Linked DNA regions of Mus musculus: regions 1 and 2 are each linked to region 3. Evidence: chromatin contacts called from public Hi-C and promoter capture Hi-C data. All regions are on one chromosome and are shown on one strand. The core of a region is the stretch at or near the end of the contact, and the rest is flanking DNA. Distances in the headings are between cores, read along the strand shown.

Region 1 (3,742 bases), core at 676-3,175, 2.1 Mb after region 3:
CACAATAACTTCAAATTAAGGTTCAAATGCTGTTAGAGAGAAGCAGGAACACAAAGTCACTCAGATGTCAACATGGTCACAAACAACTGGCCTCTGCTTACAGGTACCTCTAAGGTTAAAAACCTTAGTTATAACCCTTTCTGCTGCCTGGGAGATGCTTGTAGTGAATGTGGCCTCTAACTCTTGGGTTCCCAGTGGTTCCTGGCATGAGATCATAGGTAGTCAACACACTTCCTCTAGCTCACACTGCTACACCAGTCTTGAGTTTTATCTTGTTTTTGGAATCTCCAGAAATCAGAGGTGACCTGTCAGCTAACCATTCCCTGCAAAGGGAAGCTAGGACTAAGGACTGACACTTCTTGAGTACTCTGTGTTCTGGAGGCAGCAGGCCTCCAGCCTCAAGGACTAACATAAAACAAGACCACCAGATGTTTGTTATTGATGATTTTGCTATTACAAGTGGTGTCTTTTATCTCACTTCAAAGGACTGGGCTAAACACTTGGCACTTAGCCATGCTGGCTAAGGGGCAAAGGAACCTGAGACCATTTCCAAGTTCTAAACCAATTACAAAAATAAAGTAAAATATTAAGAACACACACACACACACACACACACACACACACACACGGTACTGCAGGACTCTGTATACGTTATCTATTTTCTTAATAAAATAAACAATTTTCAAGAAGTGATACACAAATATGAACATTAAACAAACAGATAAATTCTGTCTCCTAAAGCTATAGTTTTTTTTGTTTTTGTTTTTGTTTTTTTCAGATCCTTTTAGGTAAAGGAGGCTGACAGTCAGCCCTGGGCTGATTTCCAGGATAACAATCCTGGCCCATAATCAGTATTCTGCATTTCAACACAGCAGAACTGGTTGTCATAGACCGAGAGTGTCGGGGCAGCCAGGAGGTTGCAAAACTAAAAGTAGAAACCCACAGCTCCCTTCCCCCAACCCAGCAACAGCAGCAAGCAGATGGCAGAGGAATTAACCTGCTTCAGACCACCATTGCTGAGAGAGGCTGTAAGTAGATTAAGTCCTGAGCCTCTGCCCCATTTCTGTCTGGAAAGGAAACCACCTGTGTTAAGTCAAACAATCATAGGGACAGAAAGAAACAAGTGCTGTTTTTTCTGCAGGAGACAGCCCAGCCGTGGGAACTTTGCAGAGTGACACAGAGAATCATAGCATTAATAGGAAGCTACTTGACTTGGCTTAAGTGTCAACTACATGTTCTCTTCTTTTATGCAAATAGGATGTCGCTCCGCCCTGCCCCCCATCCGCAGCCCAAGCCTGGGTGCCAACAGGACAAGCTACCACACCAGATACATTCAGTCGTCCTACAGGTGTTTCCAGAAACTTGACCGCAGAGCCCCCTTGAACTATCTGAGCATAAGGGCAGCGGGTCAGGTCAGCGAAGATACAAAAGGAACAAACTGTGTCTCCTGGACCGAAGGGGCGTCAGGAGTCCTGCAGAGAGGAGGGTTTGGCTTTCTGGGGATCAAGTCCCAGTGCCCGCGAGAACTTCGGGGTTTGGCTGCTGTGCCAGGGGTTCGGGGAGAGCTGCCGAAGCTCCGCCTCACAGGGCGGCCCCCTTCTGCCGGCTCCGATCTTGGAACAGTGTTGAGGGTCTTTCTACGACCCCGCAGACAGCCTGCGTATTGGAGCTAACCTCTCTGGAGAGAGGGTTCTCCCGAGGCGCCCTGTGTGGGAGGGGACGACCCACGCCCCCACGAAGCTTCCGCGCCGACGTCCAGAAAGGCCCCAGTGTCCCCGATGCCTGTCCGGGCGCCTGCGGCACTTACACGCTCGTGGGTCCTCCGCTGGGCAGAAACGAAACTTTCTAGGGCCGAGCGGAAGAGTAGGCGAGCACAGAGCCGACTGCCATGAAGCGCCCAGTAGCCCCAGAGCGCGCGCGGACTACAACTCCCGGCATGCCTCACGGATGGCCTACAACTCCCGGCATGCTTCACGGATGGCCTACAACTCCCGGCATGCTTCACGGATGGCCTACAACTCCCGGCATGCTTCACGGATGGCCTACAACTCCCGGCATGCTTCACGGATGGCCTACAACTCCCATCGGGTGCAACTGGACGGTGGACGCTAACTACGACTCCCGGCATGTCTCACGGCAGACGTCACTTCCTGAAACTCGAACAAGCTTCGGATACCCGGAAGTCGTGTGTAGAATCCTGAACGAGTGCTGTTTACTGTTGTTAAGCTCATGCATTGTGACCGATTGGCTTTGAACTGTGCATGAGCTGTAAATATAAAATAATGTGCCCGATTCCGAAACCCCCCAAACAATCTGAGAATAATCTCATTAGTATTTTTGTACTATTACGTTTTATTTATGAAGCTAAAAAAAAATGAACTTAGTATGTACTGCTGGACCTAAGTTCTCAGTTTTTGTTTCCCCCTCATTAACAGACACTTAAAAAACAGTGTTTGAAAATATGTGCTAAAGAACTACCATGCTTAGCTTCCTCAGTCCCGTGTTTGCTTGTTGCTGAGTTGCAAAGCACCCTGAAGCCTGGTGCAATAGAACACTGCATTCCAAGTCCAGTATGGATGAACATGCTAAAGACAGGGGACAGTACATAGGAATGTCAGCCCATGATTAGGTTCGCTTCTTAGCTCTGGCTGGCTCCTCACACTGCCTTATTTTCATCATGTTAGCTAGAAATGCTTGTGTACCTTACAGGACTTAGCTAATAGTGGCATCTGCCAGACTTCAGCATTCCAGGTTCTCAGGATAAATTCATACAGGAAGGAAAAGAAATCTTTTAAGTTAATTTCATATTTTATACTGGAGGTATATGAGACAACATATTAACTTGATGGAGTTGTCAGTTTGTGGATGAGGATAAAAAAAACCTCACGAAGAGAAATGATTCCCCTTTCTGTTAACAAAGGAAAACAAAAAAAAGGGAAGAAGTGGGAGGAAATGACATCAGAAATAAAGATTTATCAATAGAGTGAACTAAGAAAAACTTGCTCTGACTACAGCCTGAACAGCTTTGGGATGTTAAGATTGAGAGTGTGAGGCATGTGGAAGACAACCTTGTGAAGGAATATGTGGGGTGGAGAGCACTGTGCCACAGAGTCCTGATCTGCTGTACATGGTGTCAGATCTAAGATGGCTCCCGGGACACCAGTGAGACAGCAAAAAGGAACTAAGGTCAAGACAGTGGCTGCTTCTGAGTCTTCACAAAAGTCCCTACAGGTGACAATGCTCGCCACACCCCTTCTCTCTGAGTTACCTCATCAGTCACAGCTTTTATTGGGATATGGTGAGATGTAGTAAGTTATGCTTGGCCAAGGATTTAGGGGCTTGGGATTGGCTCAAATACTGTATATAAGCTTATGTGCTTGGCAATAAATGCAGATCTGCACACTGATACTGATCTCTGGAGCTTTATTTACCAGGAGTTGTCACGTGACTCTGTCGCCTCTAAATGCCCATCCTCAGTCCTGTTCCCACAAAAGGGATTTCAAACACCCTTGTTTGAAACTTAGATCCCAAATAAATTTACAGAGAAGAGGAAGACAGGTCTCAAGCAATCATGGGTTATTTAAGGGCAATGATGTATTTTGAGAATTTCATAGACAATTCATCTGGAGTATAGTTAGATAAATTAAGATGACTATGACATCACTAGATGATTTAGTCTTAAGGGAGCACAGTGATATGTGGTCCAACATTGACCAAAATATTGTGCAGTAGATTATTGTAT
Region 2 (3,391 bases), core at 263-2,762, 2.6 Mb before region 3:
CTATGGCGGTCAGAGGCAGCCAGAGGGAGGCGGCCAGGGGAGAGCCCGCCCCTCTCCACTGTGACCCTCAGAGCGGCCACCCTCTGTTCCCACCAGTCAGGAGCTGTAGGGGCATCTCTGACCTCTGGAGAGAATGAGGGAACAGTGGGAGGGGCAGGAACACAGCCCAACAAGGTGGCTTTTAGAAACCCAAGCTTACTGGGCCCCCACAACAATAAAGTCCAGGTCAACTGATGCAAAACAGGTTGGGGGCTGCCTGCAGGGCACACATCCAAGGGGGAGTGGAGCGGAGGACAGGTGAACACAAAAATCTACAGCCCAGGAGGCAAGGCGTCTTAGTGGGTAAAGGCAATTGCTGCCAAGCCCAGTGACCTGAGTTTGATCCTAGAACGCACAAGATAGAAGGAGATAACTGATTCCTGCAAGTTGTCCTCTGATCTCCATACACCCATACCCCCTCCAGCACAAGTACACGTTGTTTAATTAAAAAACAAAAACCAAGAACCTACAATCTCAGGGATACTCGAGTTAAGTGAAAAATACTGTGAAACCGTGGATCGATGTGAGAGGAGCAGGTATTGCTGAGCTAATAGATGACCTGGGGAGACACGAAGGAAAGACTCCCCACAGCCCCTCCCACAGAGTGTGCGTAAATACCACTTAGTTCCTTGCTCTTCCCTGGACGCTTCTAAGACAGGCAGCCAGGAGCCTGCGCTTTCCCTCTCTGCTAGAGGGACAGGCATGGGGAGAAGAGCTAGCCCAGATGGGAAGAAACAAAGCCGGCTGGACAAAGGACCAAGCTGCCAGGCGGTTCTAACTGAGATCTGGCCCAGTCCGACCAGGAGGGTCAGCAAAAAGACAGCGCTGCTCCTCCCAGCCCTGGCATCGCTTTTCTCTGTTCTGGGGAGCGAAGGCTGCCAGAACGACTTCAGCCAAACTTGCACACCTCCTCCTCGCCCCACCCATTTACACCCTCATCCGCCACACCCGCGCGGCCTGACTCGCTTCAGGCGCACCCGTGTTTTGGGGAGCCTCTGAATCGAGAGTTTGGCTAAGGATGCTGTCCCTTTCCTTCCCTGACCCCTTTGGTGCCATCTGGACCCAGGAGCCCAGCCTTTTATGAACAGGCTAAGGGGAAATCCCCGAGAGATGTCAGCATTGCTCCCCGATCTCTTGGGCCAGATTTGGGGGAAAGTCTGGAAACGCCCAAGGTTGTGTCCAGCGCGGGCCGAGGTTTTTCTGGGATCCCACAAGGGGACAAGGAGTTGGCTCTCTGGTGGTTTAAATGCGGCCGAAGGAGCTGTTATCCCTGCCGCCCGGGTGTATTTCGGCTTTCCCGAGGGTCTCCCCTACGTTCGGGACACTCACCGTGCAAGGTCAGGAAGTCCCGACCGGAGTCCATGCCGGTCGGGGCGCGCGGAGGAGGGGACGCGGCGTGATTCACTTGAGCAAAATCACCAAGCGGCCTGGGGTCCTTGCGCAGTCCGGTGCAGGGACCCAACTGAACTGAGATGGGAGGCGGCCGGGGGTGGGTCCAGAACACCGTACCGCCCCCCGGACCCGCCAACCGGCGCTTCTCCCCGCCCCCTCCAGGGGACCTGGAAAGGACGCGGTGCTGGGGGCCGGGAAGACTAGCCAACCCTGGCCGGGGCTCGGGCCAGCTGGGTGCGCCAGGGCCAGAAATAGTCAGATCCCTCCTGCTTCCTCCACCGCCACCACCCACAGGCCCTGTCATTACGGCGAGCTGCCGGCCCCACGCCCTGCCTGTGGGCGCCTGGCCTCGCCGGGGTTGTGGGTGATGTGGGAAAGAATCAGAATCGGGTCTTAGCGGGGACAGGAATCACTGCTAAAGCGGCTGATTAGCCAGGCAGTCTGGTCTGTCTTCTAAGAAATGCGTGCATGCACGGGCCCACATTGCCACGTTTGGGGAGAGTAATATCTAGATTTTTTTTTCAAGAGAGGGGCCCCTCTCTTTAGCTCTGAGAGACGTCTCATTTCCGGGGGTGTTGAAGGTGCTTTCCTTAAGGTAGGGGTAACAGCAAGCAGGTATAGGCCCCTCACTCCCTAATGAGGGGAGAAGACGGAGGCCTGCCGTGAGGCTGCCTGGGCAAGGGTCCCGATACTGGAGGCAGTTGGCCTGGAAGAGTCTAGCCGGGCTCTCCTCAGCTCTTTCTCTCCTAGCATTAGCAGGCCTCCGTGGCCTGTGAAGCATGGGCTGTCTCCCGATTCTGAGTGTTAAGGCTGGGTTTTAGAGAATCACTTGCCGTTCATGTACACCCCACCCCACCCGCACCCCCACAGTGTGGGGCTGGCACTCAGGCCTCCCACTCCCCACCCCCACCCCCGTCTTGATGCCCTAGGAAGGCCCCCCCCAGGTTTCCTTTCCACAAGCTGGGCGCTGTACTGCATGAAGAATGAGTAAGGCTCCATTGCAGACAGAGCCTGGGAAGGGGCAAATTGAGAAATTCCTTCCCTGACTTCCGTCTCTTTCTCCAAAGCCCTACTCTCCAGGTCTTCCCTGAGCCTTGGAACCTCCCCCCTCGGTCCTGTCCTGGAGCCTGGCAGGTATTCGCATCCATGAGTCAGGCCTCCTCTCCTACACCTGAGACCAAGAACTCCTGACACCAGCAGTTGGCACGGCTTCATCTCCAGAGTCATTTCTTCTTGTCATCTCCGTCTCCGAGTCCTGGGCTCCAAGCCAGGGCATTACCCACCACTAGGGCCTCTCCCTCTACCACAAAAGACCATGGCCGGGTTTATAGAACGCTCTGCTCCTGAGTACTCCAAGCTCACAGACACATATGTAGCTTCTGTTGCACGCATTGCAGCTCACTCATGTCCCCTCCCTGGCCTGGGGTTGCCAGGCAGACTTGGGGAGGCATGCTGACTCAAAGCTGTCCCAAGCAGCCAGGTTCTGCAGAAACAAAGAACGTCATGCTCAAGTGCTGACCTGCACCATGACACTCTTCCCATCCTCTTTCTTCTCCCTCTCTCACGGGGTGGGAGGCCCTCTGCTCTGTGCAGCTAGGTTTAAGTAGTGTGCCTAGGATGGTTGTGGAATCTGGTGGGGGAAGCCTTCCAGGGGCAGCGGTGTGGGCCTAGTCCTGCCCGGGTGCCACATATACTCTACTCAGAACCTTTGCAAACTCTCCTGAGACCCTGACTGCTCAAAGGGCCTCGGTGGTAGGCTTTCTTTGGAGCCTGAGACCTGAGACCTGTCCTCTATGGGCAGAGTTCCAGGTATTGTCCCACCCCCAACCCCTGGCTGCCCCAGTCTCAAGTGTCTGTGCAAAGGTGGGTGTGTGGGAAGGGGCTGGTGACTGTGGGCAGGTGAGAGAGGTCTAGTATTCCAGCCAGTACTAGTTCTGTTAGAGTCAGTTCCCTTGGCCCC
Region 3 (3,474 bases), core at 871-3,370:
TCGCTAAGAGCTGAGAGCAGAAGATAGCTGAGCTGGATACGAAGAATATCATGGCGTCCCTCTGTACTTGATCTTAGTCAAAGGGCTGAGAAGAACTCCACCTACCTTCTTCAATATTTGTGGGTGCTGCACCTGCAGATGCAGCCGACCTCAGATGGAAAATATTTTTAAAACAAAACAAAACAACTGCTTCTGTACTGAGTATGTACAGACTTGCCACGATTCCCTAAGCAATGTAATATGCAGCAACCACACACACAGCACACTATGTAGATGTTCTAATTAATGCAGATATTGTCCGAGGCACACGGGGAATATGCACAGATTTCTATAAACACGAAGCCACTGTATGCAATGGGTTGAGCCCAATCTCCCAAGGATGCAGAGGGACTAAGACCTTCGTATGGATAATGCTACTAAGTGCTCAGAGCTTCCTTGGACCCACTTCGCAGGTGAGGAAAACTAAGGATCAGGAGGTAGAAGCAGACTTCAGTCTCCCAGTTCCATACTCTTTCCACAGTATGTGGACCTCAAAACCAAACCTCCGAGTTCTCAGCTATTGTCTCTCTAAAGACGCCCTCTCCACCGCAGAACTGCCAACACCTAACCAGAGGCAGTGTGGGTCTCAAACCTGTAATCCCAGCACCAGAGAACTTGGGCTATAGTGAGACTATGTTTAAAAACAAAAACAATCTCTAATCAGAGACTTGCTGGTAGAGGAAGGGTCCCTACAAGTGCCCCTTGAAATGCAGAGTGTGGTGGCTTAAGCTCATAATATCAGCACTTGGGGGGTGGGGTGGAGGCAGGAAGGTCAGGAGTTCAAAGTCACCCCCAGGCGAGTGGCATGTTAAAGGGCAGTTTAGGCTGCAGGACAGCCTGCCTAAAACAGAACCAAGTGGTGAGTAAACTGCTGGAGTTAAAGCTCAGAGGCACACACCGTTAATCCCAGGATTTAGAAGAGGCAGGCAGACCCAGGCCAGCATGGCCTACACAGTAAGTTTCATACCAGCCAGGACTACAGAGTGAGACCCTCTCTAAAATAAAATAAAACCACCTCTCCTTACCTAGTGTATTATACTCTAAAGTCAGTTGTCTTGTCTGGCTATGCACTGCCTCTATCTCTGCCACCTGAGTGCTGGGATTAAAGATGTGCACCATCACCCCAGCCTTGATCTGAAATTCTTTATGAGACCTCAAGATGTCCTCTCTGTTGTCCACTAAACATTTACGAGGCATCTCTAGGGACCTGTCTACAACTGTCTTCCTGAGAAAGCTGCGGTGCGAATGAATCCTGTATATCAGTGTCAGGCTATGCAAAGCTGTCCCCGTTCTCATTTCCCTGACAAGTTCTTTACCTGAATAAACTCTCTGTGTAGACTTTTACAGACACGTTGCTCTAGCATTGGCTCTGCACTGAGGGTTGCTTTAGTTTCTCTGATCTTGTCACCCGCTACACCAACCGAGCTGGGCATGGAGGCCATACACCTGTGATCCCAGAACTTGCGGGGCGGGGAGTGGAGGCAGGAGGATCCCAAGCTCAAGGCCAAACTCGAGTTACATGGGGCTCCGTTTCACAAGACCGCAAACTGTAACGGCACCTTTCATCAGAGGTAACTCAGTTCCTTCCCTGGATTTGGCTTTTTGCAAGCTTGACCCCCGCTCTGCTCTGCAGGTTCTTTGTCCCGGCTTATCCAAGTCCAGGAAAGTTGGTGTAGGGGTGACCAGGCCTTGAAGAAGCCAAGTTCTGCTAGACCAGCAGACTAAGGAAAGTTTGCTCTCAAAAGAAGCAAGTGACAGGACTAGAGTTCAGTCTACATAAAGGGAACCACCGCCCCGCCCTCCCGAGACACGCCCCGGCCCCGCCCCGGGCAGCAGGCACAGCGGGCAGCGCATCCCAGCCGGTACGCACCGTGCAGGGGGCCGGGCCTCGGCGGAGTCCCACCGGCCCGGGCTGCAGCCCGGTGGCCTAGACCCCGACCCCACCTCTCCACGCCCGCCTGGCCCGCTAACCTCACCTCGCCCCCGCGGCCGACCTCCGCCTCGGCCACCGCAGCCCACCCCGGCGGCCGGCGGGGTGCAGGTTACCCGCGGCCCGGCTGTAGGAGGCAGGATGTGGTGCTCATGCGCACACCGTGAGCTCCCATTCGCTGCTGCTAAGCGACGCCAAACAGACCAATCGTGGGGCGTCTCTGCTGTCCAGTTGTTCAGACCCGGGAATTGAGTGAATCTACCAGGGCTGGCCCGGGTTTGCTCCCCTCAGCCCGCGTCTCTTCCGCAGGTCCCCAGGCCCACGTGCGAGTCTCACCTCGAGCGGTGAGAAGAGGCTCCGACGTCCCCACGATGCCTGGCCTGGAGCGGACAGGGCTGTTCTCCAGAGGCGTCTAGGCCCCGTGTGACTGGAGTGACACTCCCTGGGCGTGGGTTCTTGCAGGCTACGCAGCTGGGCAAGAGGCCCGAGATAGAGGATCCGAAGAGCACAGCCTTCTGCCAGCCTGGAGGAGGTGCCAAAGTCCGATCCCTGAGCCACACACACCTCGCTATGAGGCTGGAGGGAGATTGGGTAGCACAGTTAGGCCCTTACTGTTTTGACAAGTGCTGAGCACCGCTGTTTGCCGCGCACTGCGTACACAGGAAGTGTGAACACAGAAACCAAATCAAGAGAAGGGGGTAGGGCACCAGGCAGGAATTCTGGTGTTTAAACACGAGTTATGCTTCACAGAAGCATGGGTTCCAAAGAGAATTTACAGGAACAGTTGTCTTGGAGTTGGGGCTCAGGAAAAGCTTCTCCAAGTCTCAGGCCATTGGGCAAGGGAGAGTTTGTGTGTTTCAGAGACATTTGCTTGTGCACAGAACTCTGTGGGGCTGAGGATGTATCTCTGTTGATAGAATAACTGAACTACAAAACCCCGGGTCAGGCCTGTCACCCTCTTCATACATCAGAACTCCAGGCTTTCCTTGGAACGTCCCGGCTCTGGTTCTCAGGACCTCAGCTTCTCACTAATGTTACATCATCAGCTTCACGGATACTTCATTTTTATCCCTTGAGACAGGGTCTTGTGTATCCCAAGCTGACCTTGAATTCACTGTGTAGCAGGCTGACTCTGAAGGCTATCCTACAAACTCCATTTGCTGGGCGCTGGGATTACCGATGTGTGTGTGCTTCCACAGCAAGGTTGTGTGGCTCTGGAGCTCAACCCCAGGGCTTCCTGCCTTCTAGACAAGAGCACTACCCACTGGGCCACATCCCCAGTCCCAGCTCCCCTGATTCTGAGGCCAAGTGCAAGTCAGTGAACCCCAGAACTGGCTCCCCTGGTTCTCAGCCTCTGTCACCACATGAGCATGTTCCCCTCATAAACCACCATATAGTCAGAGAGAGCCTATCCATTCCATCTCTGCGGAGAAGCCTACAGTGGGTGCCAACCTAGCAGCTGGATAGACACGGTACATGGAGAGACCTGAGCTGAGTGAAGACTT

Evidence for each region. Promoter capture Hi-C pulls out the DNA fragments that hold promoters and counts their contacts. A called contact is a pair of places that touch in the nucleus more often than the background predicts.
Region 1: a contact with region 3 is called in a promoter capture Hi-C map of pre-B cells, with 4 times the contacts expected there. The contact joins the promoter of Fyco1 here to the promoter of Sec22c in region 3. A contact is called at or near these places in 3 of 39 promoter capture datasets (the C10 cell line, liver and pre-B cells) and 1 of 9 other capture datasets (adipose tissue).
Region 2: a contact with region 3 is called in a Hi-C map of muscle stem cells, with 4 times the contacts expected there. The contact joins the promoter of Plcd1 here to the promoter of Sec22c in region 3. A contact is called at or near these places in 1 of 39 promoter capture datasets (embryonic stem cells) and 1 of 484 Hi-C or Micro-C datasets (muscle stem cells).

The regions. Positions count from the first base shown.
Region 1 is chr9:123,849,974-123,853,715 of GRCm38.p6, forward strand. Fyco1 (FYVE and coiled-coil domain containing 1) reads right to left here and starts at 1,926. Exons shown (of 18, transcript NM_001110253.2): 1 at 1,808-1,926. Xcr1 (chemokine (C motif) receptor 1) reads right to left here. Exons shown (of 2, transcript NM_011798.4): 2 at 2,342-3,742. Gm51700 (a long non-coding RNA gene) reads left to right here. Exons shown (of 2, transcript XR_003948283.1): 1 at 1-1,028; 2 at 1,258-1,990.
Region 2 is chr9:119,091,990-119,095,380 of GRCm38.p6, forward strand. Plcd1 (phospholipase C, delta 1) reads right to left here and starts at 1,513. Exons shown (of 15, transcript NM_019676.3): 1 at 1,369-1,513. The coding sequence starts at 1,402.
Region 3 is chr9:121,702,909-121,706,382 of GRCm38.p6, forward strand. Sec22c (SEC22 homolog C, vesicle trafficking protein) reads right to left here and starts at 2,121. Exons shown (of 7, transcript NM_001164562.1): 1 at 2,016-2,121.